Regions from separate parts of the Mus musculus genome. Here regions 1 and 2 are each linked to region 3. The links are chromatin contacts, called in public HiChIP or PLAC-seq and promoter capture Hi-C maps. All regions are on one chromosome and are shown on one strand. The core of a region is the stretch at or near the end of the contact, and the rest is flanking DNA. Distances in the headings are between cores, read along the strand shown. Region 1 holds the start of Ccr9 (chemokine (C-C motif) receptor 9). Region 2 has its middle 25 kb from the start of Tmem158. Region 3 holds the start of Sacm1l (SAC1 suppressor of actin mutations 1-like (yeast)).

Region 1 (4,377 bases), core at 190-2,689, 240 kb after region 3:
CCGTGGGGCCCATGTGGAGGAAGGGGTCTGACTTTTATTCCTCACTGCATCCATCTCCTTCCATCTTTGAACCACCTCTTCTGGCTTTCTGATGTACTTGCACTGGTTCCTTGCCATACTCTAACTCGGGGAAGAGACAGGTCTCAGAGAAGGAAGTCTTAACAATTCTAGTCTCTCCCTCCAGGAGGCTTTCCAGGCACAAGGCAAACAGCAAGTTCACTGCTATCTCTGCCTAAAGGTGGCCAGAAGGTCAGGGCCTAGAGCATGCTCTTCCTGCTGCTCCCTTCTTTTCTCTCAGTAATTGACACAGCATTGGACACTGTCAGAGACTGGTAGTACACTAGTTATGCACATGAATGTGGGTTGAGGGAAGGGAATTTCTTGGCTTACTCACACCATGGTTCCCTGGAGGTGATGAATCAATTGCATCTTTCATTCTTACTACTCAGGTCTTTCAGCCTTTCCTATGCTTATTAACCTTTTGCCACTGAGATATAAATTAGGACAAATCATGAAATCTCTTTGTTCTGTACTAGGAGGGGGTGATTGCTGGGCTATATGTCTGGGAGTAACACTGCACTTAGTGCACAGGATGCTAAACACATCAAGAGGAAATTAGTCTTCTAGAATGAGCTGTGATTTGTATATTTCAAATATAAAAAGGAGTTTTAAAAAAATGATGACAACAGGGAATCTTCACTATAACTGTGGCCCTTTAAGAAGATATCACCTGTGAGTTTCTATAAAAAATATAACATTTGCATGTTGAGACTTTTCAAAACTTTACTGAAACACCTGTGATTCATAAAGACACTTTAGCTCTCAATGTTAACATATGTGTAAAACTTTTCTGAATTTAAGGTGTCCTTGGTCCTTCATAATCTGTTCCAAGCTGCCTATCACATACAGAACTTTCTGAGGTAACAGCATCCGCAGAGTGCTCTGCCATGTCATAAATGTTAGGCATCTGTACTATCCGTCATCTGTAGCAGCCATGGGTGCATGTGTTGAGTGTCACTGCAGAGGTGCTCCCCATTATAGTTTCCATTTCAGTGGGAACATTTGGCTGGTAGCTATAGAACTGGGCAACACAGGTCTCTCAAGGCCTCAAAGGACACATCTTGATAGACAGTATAGAGGTAGTACCTCACATATACTTGTTCTTATAAATGTGTGCCTCTGGCCAGGACTCCCCATGTCTCCGGCTCCTGTATCGGGGGCCTAAGAAGACAATTTGCTCTTAGACTCTGTGTGTACATTGTCCACACTGAAGATGGTTAATCCTTAACCCTGGTGGTCCTTAGCTTTGCATTTCTGGCTGCAAATGATAGATGTGTGTTACTAGAATCTGCAGCAGGTGGCTCCCCACCCTTCTGGGTTACTCCGCCAGTGACAACACAGGCAGAGGTGGCCTGGCTTCCTTTTTGGTGTGTTTTAGCGGATAGCTGTCTGCTCAGAACCCACAGAAGCCTTCTCATCCCAGGCAGCTGCAGTGGTCCTCTCCCTACAGACCCAGACTCTGCACTTCCCCTCCTGGTGAGTAGATCCTTCCCTTCTTCTGTGCCTTAGACATCACCTGTGTACTTGGCTATATGCTGCCACCAACGCATCTATATCCCATGAGTGCACTCATCTGTTCAGATGTCATGTGTACCATGCTCTTTGCTAGAAAGTTCCAGTATGGCTCAGGCTTCTTGTAGGGTGAATGAAGAGTCTCCCTCTCGGAACACAGTGAAGGTCAAGCTCAATAGCATTGTTTGTGATTTGTACCTTCAAGGGAGGAGAAACAGTGTTGGGACAGGTAGCAAGGGGGTTTCCAAAAGTCTGAGAAGGGTGACAACCTTGGGTCTGAGAGACTGGCCACAGAAAGGACTTTTATAGCAGAGAAACCTTGGGGACCAAAAACTTGACAGGAGTGCAGTAGACTATGGTTCGTTAGACAATGAAGTGCTCAGTTGTTTAACTCCATGTCAAACTCTGTGCTCAGTACATGAAGTGTGGCCCAGGAAAGACAGACTAAAACATATATATTTATAAAACTATGTGTGGTGTGATTCCCTTCGCACTGGTACATGTTTATGTGCTATTAAAGGGACAGTACGAAGACACGGCTCAGAAATCTAACAATGGCTAAACTGGAAAGTGATACTTGACTTTGTATTTTTCCCTCGTTTATATTTATAAAGAGAGAGAGTGTGTGTGTGTTTGAAGTTTTGGATCTTTTTGTGCATTGTGAAAATATTCTTTGTTGATCAGAAAAGAAGCCAAGTTATTTCAAACGACCCATCCATAGAAAATTGGCATGCCCTTTCTTTTACAACATGTCCACATTCTTCTGTTCTAAAAAGAATTTAAAGATTTATTATACTTTTAATTACGCATGTGCACATGTGAGAACCGGTGCTTGAAGTACTGATGACTGTGTGAGTCTTCTAACATAGCTGAAATTCATACTTAGGTCCTCTTCAAGACACGTATTATATCTGTTCTTAGTTGCTGAGCCATCTCTCCATGACCTCCACACTCTCATTCTTCAGTTCTTAATTAGCCTGCTCTATAGCCAGCCAGTAGGTCATAGCAACTGTTGCTGAGCTAGTGATCTGGACCTGCAGGCAACCACTACCAAGGGAATCTGTCTCTTTAGCCTCTTTGCCAAACAATCCAAAATAATGGTCATTCCAGCATCTGGAGTTTCAGAGCCCTCTTCTTCCAATTTCTGTCCATTCTTATCAATACTGTAGACTCATGCTCACAGGTCCCAGGGAAGTGAGCTCCTGACTCAGACTTTGTGAATAGGTCTGATGGTAGATGACTCAGAGTCCTAGAGCTACACACACACACACACACACACACACACACGCTAAAATGATTCAACTCATGAGTACCAAGTAGGACAAAGGTCAAAGTATAGACCTGGGTTCATAGCTCCTGTTCACAGTGTGACCTACTATGATTGGTAGTAGCACTGGATGTGATATAGGCAGTGACAAGCCATCTCTATCTGATTTTTCTGTTAGTTTCTTAAGGGAAACAGAATAGGAAAGTAATGGCAGAGTAAGGATAGTTTTAGACTGACCTACCTCATAGGCAGTTTTCACTTCTGTAGAACGAGCAGCTTTCCTCTGTCTCCTGAACATTATGCTTTCAGGTTTCATGTCTTAGCTGATGAATTTTTCCTACCACAGAGCAATGTTTCCTCACCTCATCCCATGATTCTACACCCTTCAAACCTCCAGGGTCAGCAAGAGTTACTTTCTCAGTGAAGCCCTTCTATTCATACCCTGGTGTTGAAAGGAGGATTCACTTTTCCTTTCCCATAACCTCTCAGGACATTGCTTTTGTGTCATTTCCAGCCTTAACCTCCCCACTGAGCTTGCATGTGAGCTCCTTGGGGGTGTGAATTCTCACACATAGTGCTTACACCTAGCTAGTATGCAGCACACCTAGCCACCGCTGTGAGATGAAGGTGATCTCAGCTCTCACAAAGCCATATTCTGAACAGAGCATTTGCATAGCCTGCTTCTCCATTGTCCATGCAGTCCTGGGACCAGGAGGGACTGTCATTGCCCCATTTCCTAACTGAGAAATCCAGGCTCCGAGAGGACTCTTGTTGCCAAGCCTCACTGACAGAAAGGATTAATCAAAGGCAGAGGAGCTATGGTATCTGGTCCAGTGCTCTCCCAGCAGTCTGGCCTGTCATCTAGATAGACTCTGCTGTCAGGAGGTCGTAAGGAGAGTGAAGAGCAGGTCAGTGTGGAGTCGACGTCTGCTCAGTCCTGGGAGTTTCATGGTTCCTTCCCTCTCTGTGTGTTTTGTCATATGTGGGCTTTCCTAGTTCTTCTTCCCCTCCGGCCCCCATCCCTCCTCAAGGCGAGAAGGAAATGAAAGCTGGGTCTGTGACTAGCTGTGTAGAATACATTTGACCAGTGTCTGGACAAAGATTAAAGAGGAACCAATGTAAAGTCCAAGGCTGCCTGTAGTTCACGTACTACTTCAGGGAGGAGTGCCTGTTTGTTTTCTCCTTTTGTTCTCTTCAAATTTCCTGTGTGCCAGAAGTAAACTCATAACGGAAGAAAGAAGAATCTTTTAAGAAGCTAGTGCTGGATTTCCACCACAGCTGGAGCAGGCTTTAGAAGCAGATGTGTTGAGCAGAGGACACTTGGCTGTTACGTCTTTTCCTTCCTTCTTTCTCTCTCTCTCTCTCCTCCTTTAAAAAAACTGACAAGTTATTTTTATGATCGCTCTTACAATTTCACACACTTGATAAACATTCTAATGCACTACAAAATTTATAAGAAGGATCAAGTCTAATTTTTCACTATTGATCATGGGTTAGGCTTTTTCAGAATGGCTTCTGTTCCAAGAATGGCACAAGTT
Region 2 (4,523 bases), core at 666-3,165, 240 kb before region 3:
GTCTATATGCACTTCTATGCAATCTGCAACAGTAACAAAAGTAATTCAAATGTGGTTGAGGGTGGGGCTGGTGTCTGGGAGGAGCTATGATGCTGAAATTTTTCTATAGTAAATTTTGGGTGATGGCTCTGGGGTGTAAATATTTGCCAACATCCATCAAGCTGGAAAACCTAGGATTTTCACTTTGATGAGTGCCAATTACACCTTTATTTTAAAAATAATAAATATAGAGATGGGAGTAGTAGCTCATATTTGTAATCTCATAGTAAAGAGGCTGGGGCAGAAAAATAATGAGTTCAAGACTAGTCTGGGTCTACATAGCAAAAGTGTTTGCTTGTTTAGTTTGCTTTATTTTGTTTTTCCAGACAAGGTTTCTCTGCATAGCCCTGGCTATCCTGGAACTCACTCTGTAGACCAGGCTGGCCTGGAATTCAGAGATCTTCCTGCCTCTGCCTCCCAAGTGGTGGGATAAAAGGCTTGTGCTCCCTGGTGCAGCAAGATTCATTTTAACACAACACTAACAATAGTAATAGTAAGAGCCATAGGCTAATGAATCTAGATACAGTATAGCAGTAAAGTAGACCTCATGACTTGATTTTATCATTCCATGCCTTTGAGCTTCAACGGGACTTAAAAATATATCACAAGGTAGCTCCTTATGATTATTAATATTGTTTGTCAGTGTGACAGGATCTAGGATCACCTAGCAGACAGACCTCTAACCATGTCCGTGAAGATTTTCCTAGATTAGGCTACTTGATGTAGAAAGGCTCATTCTGGATGTGGGCAGCAGCATCCTATGGAGTGGGGACTCTGCGTTGGATAAAAAAGGAGAAAGGGAGCTAAGGACCAAGTCATCTCTTCCTTCTGACTGCAGATGTAATGTGTCCCCACAATTCCTGGTGCCATGTCAGGTATCAGGGTCAGAGCCTCCTTCAACCTGTTTTCTGGTTTGGTGTGGCAAGTGACCCATAAAGATAAAATCCATTAGAGAAGTTTCAGAATAATTCAAAATCCTGACACAAGACCACTTTGAATGTGTTTCTGTTTTTAATCAGTCAGGGGCATAATTTAACAAGTGTAGGTCTTGGTTTTTACTGTCTTGAGTATTCTTCTAAGGTACTTAGCAGTTTTCAGAGTTGTTCTTCTTTGACAGCTCCGGTGCCCTCCAAGAAGCTGCACTGTTGCCTTATCCTTCCTTCCAAGGAGCTACACTGTTGCCTGACCCTCCCTTTAAGAAGCTACACTGTTGCCTGACCCTCCCTTTAAGAAGCTACACTGTTGCCTGACCCTCCCTTTAAGAAGCTACACTGTTGCCTGACCCTCCCTTTAAGAAGCTACACTGTTGCCTGACCCTCCCTTTAAGAAGCTACACTGTTGCCTGACCCTCCCTTTAAGAAGCTACACTGTTGCCTGACCCTCCCTTTAAGAAGCTACACTGTTGCCTGACCCTCCCTTTAAGAAGCTACACTGTTGCCTGTCCCTCTCCTTTAAGGAGCTACACTATTGCTTGACCCTCCCCTCACTGTTTCCACCATCTTGCCATACTTTTTGATTATTTACATGTCATAGCACACATTTGGGGTTCTGTTCTGTAGCTAACATCCCCTGAGTACCTGCTCTACATGGACATAATCATTGTATAGATACTTTATTTACTTTTTACAACCTTCCTCCAGGACAGTGACCACTTGATGTTTTATAGAGAAACTGAGGTGTGGGGGCATTAGGGAGTTCATCTAAGGAAAAGTGACAGTATCAGATGGAACGAGATGGCTGCCCTCCCAGAGCAGTAAGCAGGAAGGCCTAAATGTTTTTATCACTGTCTAGAGAGAGCCTTAGAAGCCAGCCACAGGGGAAGCTGGCTCTGTTTGCTTCTCACTGTCAGCCAGAGAAGCTTAGGCTGGCCAGGCCAAACCACACCTGCCACCCAGCAGGCCTGCCTCAGCATGCACAGGAGTAGAACAACCGAGCCAGGGGTCAGTATGTTTGTTTGAGGAAGCATTCTGCTGCTGACTCACTCGGTGATTTTGGTGAGGGGGGAGGTGTCATTGCACAGCCCGTCTGACAGTCTAGGCTTCTACCCACAAAGACGGACAGACAGCAATGTCTTGTAATCATTGTCTTTTGGCCTCTGCTTTAGAAGTAATGTTTTGGGTGTTCTACCAAGTATTATTAAATTGTAAGAGTTGAAGAGATAAGTTTTATTTGTGTAAGTTATATCTAAATAAAACTGATTTTAAAAAAACTAGACAAGACTACAAGTTATCACCCAATCTGCTATCCCCTTGCAGTGAAATCAATAAACAATAAATAAATAAATAAATAAATACATAAATAAATAAATAATCATGACAGAAAGTCCTGGGTTCTTGCCTCTTCAAGGCCTGGCTAGTCTTGTAAAATTTTTAATTTTTTAAAATGTGTACAGATATTTCACCTTCTTATATATCTGTGTTCCATATGTGTGCAGTGCCCACAGTAGCCAGAATAGGATCCCCTGGCTATAGAATTATAGATGGTCTGGGATTTCATGTGGGTGCTGGCAATTGAATCCAGGTCCTCTGGAAGAACAGCTAGTGCTCTTAACCTCTGAGCTATCTCTCCAGTACCAGGGCATCTGGGAAGATGGAATGAGATTTTCTTCTATGGCTGAGTATTTGTAAAGCTGTTGACACCTTTGAAATCTCCACTTTCTGCAGAAATACATTTAGTGGATTATGACACTTGTTGGTGAAATGTTGAACAAAGTAGAGTTTTATGACAACTGACCTAGGAGATGAGTGTCTAAGGATGGTCATGGTCACAAGTTATCTCTTGGTTTGTGTAAATTATTTAATATGTGAACTCACACTTCCCTCCATACTCAAACATTTCCTTCCAGATCTCTTCCTGGCTATAGGAATTGAGTCACCTGATAGTCACCAATGAATGATCCAAGACCCTTGGAGAAACTACCTAGTTGTTACCCTTGGGGACCACTCTTCTCTAGCTCACATTTTCACATAAGTTCAATGAAGGGGGTCTAAGCCCATCTACTGAACAAGGGTTGGCATGATCTAGACCATAAAAGTACCCTGCAGGACCCATACTTAAACTAGGCGATTTTCCTCATCCACTCCAGAATTCAAAGGGTATTTGGGATTCAGGGTTTGACTTTCCTTGGGATTCCTTGAGTGGGAGCTGTTTGAAATCCTGGGTCTGAAACTCAGTGGTTAAAACTCCACATCTGATACCTAGACTTCAGATAAAATAAAAATTGTGGAAATCAATTCATTTCCCTCTATTCTAAAGGACAAAAATTTCTGTCATGTGTAAAAAAAGCAGCAGCAACAACAAAGATGAATGTATGTTTGTAGAGATTTTAAAAGCCCACAGTGGTGGCTGGGGAGATGGCTCAGTGAGTCAACTGCACAGCATGAGGTTCTAAGTCCTACCACCTTCATATAAACCAAGCACGAGGTAGATATATGTAAGACTCCAGTGATGGGGATGTGGAGACACGTGGATTCATGGAGCTTGCTGGCCAGCCAGTCCTGCTAAATCAGCAAAATCCAGGTTCAGGGAAGAGACCCTGTCTCAAAAAAACAAGGGGTACTGTGATTGAGGAAGATATCTGATGTTGGCTTCTGGCCTTCACAGATACACAGATACATATGCCACACAAACATACATGCACACATACACACACACACACACACACCAAACATGATACATATAAACTCACACACACACACCACATACAGCATGTAAGCACCACACACAGACACTCATATGCATACCACACACACACACACCTCAAACATGATACAGACACACACACACACATACCAAACACCCACACACATGCATGCACTACTCAGAGACACATACACACATTCGTGCATGTATACATACTTACATACATACACACACACAAACATACATACATACATACATACATACATACATACATACATACATACATACAAGAAAAAAGAACCATGAGCTCCATAAGGTCATAGATTTAGTTTTTATACTCTTCTTGGCTTTAACTCTATAGGTACCTGTCGTCTACCTCTGTGCAAACCACTTCCCCTTTCCCTACTCAGCACCTGACTCAATCGACCCGGCTAATGAGCACAGCATTTAGTTTTGTTATAAACAATTTTCATAATAATTATTGTTATGTTAAAGAAAAATATACACTTGGTCAGGACAAAACTGAGCTACTGGGAAAACCAAAAGCCCTCTGCTGCTCCTCCTCTTCTGGGCTTAGTTTTATCCCCCAGGGGCAGCCCCTTCTAGAAGCTCCCAATGTCCCATCTTTTGCCTGTTTCCTGCAGAGTTAGATTCTTCATTTATACCACTCTTTTTATTCTTTAAAAGCAACAGTCTTCTATGTAAACCATTTAGGATTGCACAACAACAAGATCAAGGAAATGTTGGAATATTTACTTGCCCTAAATTGTAGCCATTCTAGTTTTAGACCATGCACTTGGTATTATAGTGACTATTTAGCTCTGGTCATAATAGAACCTCCA
Region 3 (4,313 bases), core at 74-2,573:
AACAAAAAATACTGTTAGCTGGGCAGTAGTGGTGCGTGCTTTTACACCAGTATTCAGGAGGCAGAGGCAGGGATCTCTGAGTTGGAGGCCAGCCTGGTTACAGAGCAAGTTCCAGGACAGTCAAAACTACACAGGGAAACCCGGTCTCGAGAAACAACCCACTATAACTTCATTAAAAGCAAACTAAATCCTCAGAAGTGTAGAAGCCTGGTATGGTATCTTGTACCTTAAATTCCAGTACTCTGGAAAGCAAAGGCAGCCATTTGGCCTGGTCTATATCCAGCAGTATGGACTGCAGGAGTGAGCCACACCCCTTGGTCCTTGGTCTAATTCTGCCCCAATAATTTCCTTTATCTGATACAGTTTTAATAAACTCCTGGGGAGTGGGGTATGTTTTCTAGGACAACTTAATCATGGAGTGACTGGTTAATGAATAGGCTGAGCCCTGCTCCCGATCCACCTTCGTCACATCTGTTTCTGGCTATCTCAGGTCTTACGTAAAATGTTCATGTACTCGTTTTTCTGGGCCTCTTACTGCGAAATCCCCGAATTTTTAAGGTTTCCTTGTGCAGTGGAGGCTAGGTCGGCTTTGCAAGCGGAGCTAGCCAAGGCCGCTGTACCAATCATGAAGAGCAGAAGCTACGCCCTTCTCATGTCAGTGCCGTCTGTGTTCTACCAGCTAGGAGCTTTCGGTGAGATTTTTCCGTCATCGGGTGGGAAGACATTGGCCACGCATGTCCCTGTCCCTGATTGCAAACCTCCACTCTCAAGAGTGTTTTCGTAAGAGTACATTTCCAGACTCCTGCGCAATTTTAAGAACAGGGGAGCTAGGAAACTTGCAAACCGTTTTAGGTAACTCCGGGTTTCAAATACAGCCAAGAAGGTATTATTTTTTCGCAAAGCAACATTAAAACGTAAGACATTTGACCTTGACAATCTAGCTATGATCCTTTTCAAGCAGGCCTTCCAAGGTTCAGGAAAAAGATCGCACACGTCGAGCCAGCCAGGAGTCGAACCTAGAATCTTCTGATCCGTAGTCAGACGCGTTATCCATTGCGCCACTGGCCCGGTGCTGAGGAGGCCTCCTCCACGATAAGTGATCTCCAATTACACAGCTTCACTATGCTTCCTGCTTCTAACCTCAGTCTGGTCGGTTTGTTGAATGTCGCGACTCAGTGCAAAGCTACCGGGACTCCGCCTTTCTCTGCAACGCGTTACACCAATCCCCAGAGGCGACGTCACGGCGTTCTTTGGTCCGCTCCAATCCGCGCATCGGAGGCGTGCCTCGCAGCTCACTGGTTTGTCCGCCGCCGGCTCCCGTGCTCGCCCGAGAGGCGGACCCGGGAGGGGGTGGGGCCAGGCCGAGGCTCCTTGACCACCGCGCCTGGGGAGCGGTCGCCGCGGAGCCGGGGTGGCAGCGGGCTACACTGCGGGTGGAGCGAAGAGGAGGAAGCTGCACGATGGCGGCCGCAGCCTACGAGCATCTGAAGCTGTGAGTCCCGCGGGCTGCGGCCGCTGACAGGAAGGGCGGAGGGGCGAGCGGGCGCCGAGGCCCGGGAGTGTGCGGCCCGCACCGGCCGAGCTCGCGGGCTGGGCTTTCCCCGTCCAGCCTGGCTGCAGCGTAGGCCAGTGTCCCGCAGCCTCGCCCGCCGCTGGACCTGGCGCGGTGAGCCGAGCCGCAGCCCGCAGCACCGGAGGCTGCAGCCAGCTTTCCCTGGGTGGCCTCCGGGAGAGGCCTTTTTCACCGGGCGTGCTCTGACGTCCGCCGGCAGAGCTAACCTTTCTCTTGGTTTCAGGCTTTCTGGGCCTGGGAGTCTCAATGACGGGTCCTTCTTAGGGCGCAGCAATAATTTAGTCAGATGTCCTAAGGGCCGGTCGAATTTACTGTGCTTATTCCAACAGACTGCGTCGACAGCTACAGTAGGCTCGCCTCTATTTTGGCGTAGCAATGTTGAGTTTTGGCAAAGCCAGGACTTGAGGTTTTGAGGCCCAGCCACTGGATGTTTAGAGGTGCAAAAAAAAAAAAAAATAGACATTTATAAGCTCTTTGGCTCGTCCTGGGTTAGAGGAGATGGGGGATAATTTCTCTTGTGTTACCCTCAGCACCTACACTCCTTGTTTGTGAATAACTTCGCCCTAACCGCTTTAATAATTTACCACGGTCTGGGAATGCCTTTAGTAGCAGAAGCAAATATAACTTTCGAAAAGCCAAGTTAAATTATCCTGTTAATTAGACATAGACATCCCAGTTCGTTTGCAGGAAACAAATGTAGTTTGGGTACGCCCAATGAATAACTGAAGGTGTAAAGTTATGAGTCCAGAATTTGGAGGGAGGCCATCTGCCCAACACTTTTCATGTTTTGCTGTGTTCACCCTTTATGCCTCTTCTGCTTGCTACATACAGTTCTCTTTGAAAAGCCCAGCGCCACCCTTCCTTCCACATTTCTTTTAATTAGTTTTCCTTTGTAAAGTGAATAATCACCTTATTGGTGACAGTTGAAGCAAAGTGTACTTACTGGTCTATGTCCGGCCCGAGTCACATGTCCTTTACTGGCAAATTAGGTTATTGTCCACCTGATAGTTGTTGAAGGGCTGAACATGATCTTACACTAGGTCTCAGATGTGTTTAAGCAATTTGGAGTCTTGCCTTGAAGTAGCTCGGCTTTCGGTTACAGGATATTGTTGAGTTTTCCTGCATCGAAGAATAATTGAGATGGATAACTTGAGAATTAGGAAGATTATTTTTGAGCTGCCCAGGCACTGAGTTTCACCAGGCCAGACCTCAATACAGGCAGCCATCCTCCTTGATTCCTGGGCAGGTTATTCAACCTCTGTGAATAATTCTTTTATATATAAAATTAAAAAATAAGAGTGTTCATACTTCATCCTTACCATCCTCTCCAGTTCAGACTTCACTACAGGCAGACACCATTTTATGTGTACACAGAAGAGAAGGGAATTTATCCTTTAGAAGTGGAAATGGTGGTTTTGTAATGAAGTGGAAACTATGAGTCTGGGGTTATATGGACATTCATATCAGTCTTTAGGGTTTGGATGTTTCTATAAATGTGAAGATAGAACTTGATTGCAAGTGTTTCTTTAGCAGGGAGTTTGTGAGTTAGAATCTGTTTTCACCCCTCCCCCCTTTTTAGCCATTCTATTTAAACTTTTAAATATACCCCATGGGCAAAGAATATTCTGTTTTAGAGGTACTTGTAGGCTGAATTAGTTGCTGAACTATCTAAGAATGGTGGGACTTTTAAAAATACCTAAAAAGAGCCATATGTGAAGTTACTTTGCTGGTTGATGGTGGCGCTTGACTTTAATCTAAACCAGCACCTAAGAGGCAGAGGCAGTGGGTCTCAGGCAGCCTGGTCTTGAGTGAGTTTCAGGACAGCCATGGGTACACAGAGAAACCCTGTCTCAGAGAACGGAAATAAATTACTTTATTGTAGATGTATTGGTATATAATTTCCTGAAGTGTTGAAGTGCTTGGATATTAAATGACAACTTCTTGCACCCATGTCACACACTTTCTTCAGCTTATCTCTGCTTTGTTAAAATCCCACCTTTTAGATGTTCTTTGCTTACCCTCCAGTTCCCAGTTACAATTCCACTTCTACTCTACTGACTACAGGTTGGAGCCCACATTTTTTAACTACCTGAATTCTAAGTTCTTTATAATTTTGTAACTTTACTGCTTGTAAACCATGCTAGAGGTTGTGGCTCCTCTTCTAACTTCAGTCTTGGGTTTGTATTTGTTTATCTTTCTGCCAGAGGGCTTTCTCAGTCTCTCCTGTCTATGTGCTGGTCACATCTGGAGTAAAGAAGAGAGGTCTCAGGTAGTTTAGTCAGAACAGACATGGATAAACTTCTTAACATTCCTACTAGCTTTGTGTCCTGGGCAGGATATTCAGCTTCTGTGAATAATTGTTTTATTTTGAAAATGAGCATTTATACTTTATAAGGTTTGTAGATAAAGTATTCAGAGTATCTCATTGATACCTTCTCTGAGAATCTTGTTTCCCTTCATTGACTTCTTTATGGTTTTTGATACCAAAAAGTAAGGATTTATTGTCACACTGTTTGGGCACCAAATATCCATACAATTTACACATTCTGTTTACTCTTAGTCAAGAGGACTGAAAGCTAGAATGACCAATCCAGAGTAATGTTTGAACCAGAGAGATAATAGTTACATATGCTTTGCTTGAATGTATCTAAAAGTGATCAATAGCTTAATGTTGACTTCTCTCTAGTCCTCTTCAGTACTTACCATGAGCCTCAGATGAGCATCTACTCCATAATCTCCA

The links. HiChIP or PLAC-seq counts read pairs in DNA pulled down with a chosen protein or histone mark. Capture Hi-C pulls out chosen DNA fragments and counts their contacts.
Region 1: a promoter capture Hi-C map of adipose tissue shows a contact between it and region 3. The contact joins the promoter of Ccr9 here to the promoter of Sacm1l in region 3. A contact is called at or near these places in 2 of 484 Hi-C or Micro-C datasets (CD8 T cells and pro-B cells), 7 of 115 datasets of contacts at active chromatin or transcription factors (CD8 T cells, the SCID.adh cell line, double positive thymocytes and 4 more) and 1 of 9 other capture datasets (adipose tissue).
Region 2: an H3K4me3 HiChIP or PLAC-seq map of bone marrow-derived macrophages shows a contact between it and region 3, with 4 times the contacts expected there. The contact joins the enhancer-like site here to the promoter of Sacm1l in region 3. A contact is called at or near these places in 1 of 15 datasets of contacts at CTCF or cohesin (the NIH/3T3 cell line), 2 of 484 Hi-C or Micro-C datasets (the Ba/F3 cell line and embryonic stem cells) and 5 of 115 datasets of contacts at active chromatin or transcription factors (bone marrow-derived macrophages, embryonic hindbrain, embryonic stem cells and 1 more).

What each region holds. Positions count from the first base shown.
Region 1 is chr9:123,765,772-123,770,148 of GRCm38.p6, forward strand. It overlaps Ccr9 (chemokine (C-C motif) receptor 9), which reads left to right and starts at 1,440. Exons shown (of 3, transcript NM_009913.6): 1 at 1,440-1,536. It overlaps Gm17021 (a long non-coding RNA gene), which reads right to left. Exons shown (of 2, transcript XR_380030.3): 2 at 1-4,207.
Region 2 is chr9:123,283,851-123,288,373 of GRCm38.p6, forward strand. No RefSeq gene overlaps it. Among named protein-coding and RNA genes, the nearest start is that of Tmem158, 25 kb to the left of the region's middle. Within about 2 kb of position 1,916, at least 63 of the 459 cell types and tissues checked have an H3K27ac peak or open chromatin away from gene starts, as enhancers often do. A contact at or near this core is called in the Ba/F3 cell line, the NIH/3T3 cell line and bone marrow-derived macrophages, where this site is marked.
Region 3 is chr9:123,528,430-123,532,742 of GRCm38.p6, forward strand. Sacm1l (SAC1 suppressor of actin mutations 1-like (yeast)) reads left to right here and starts at 1,324. Exons shown (of 20, transcript NM_030692.5): 1 at 1,324-1,492. The coding sequence starts at 1,461. n-TRacg2 (a tRNA gene) reads right to left here and starts at 1,068; the gene lies at 996-1,068.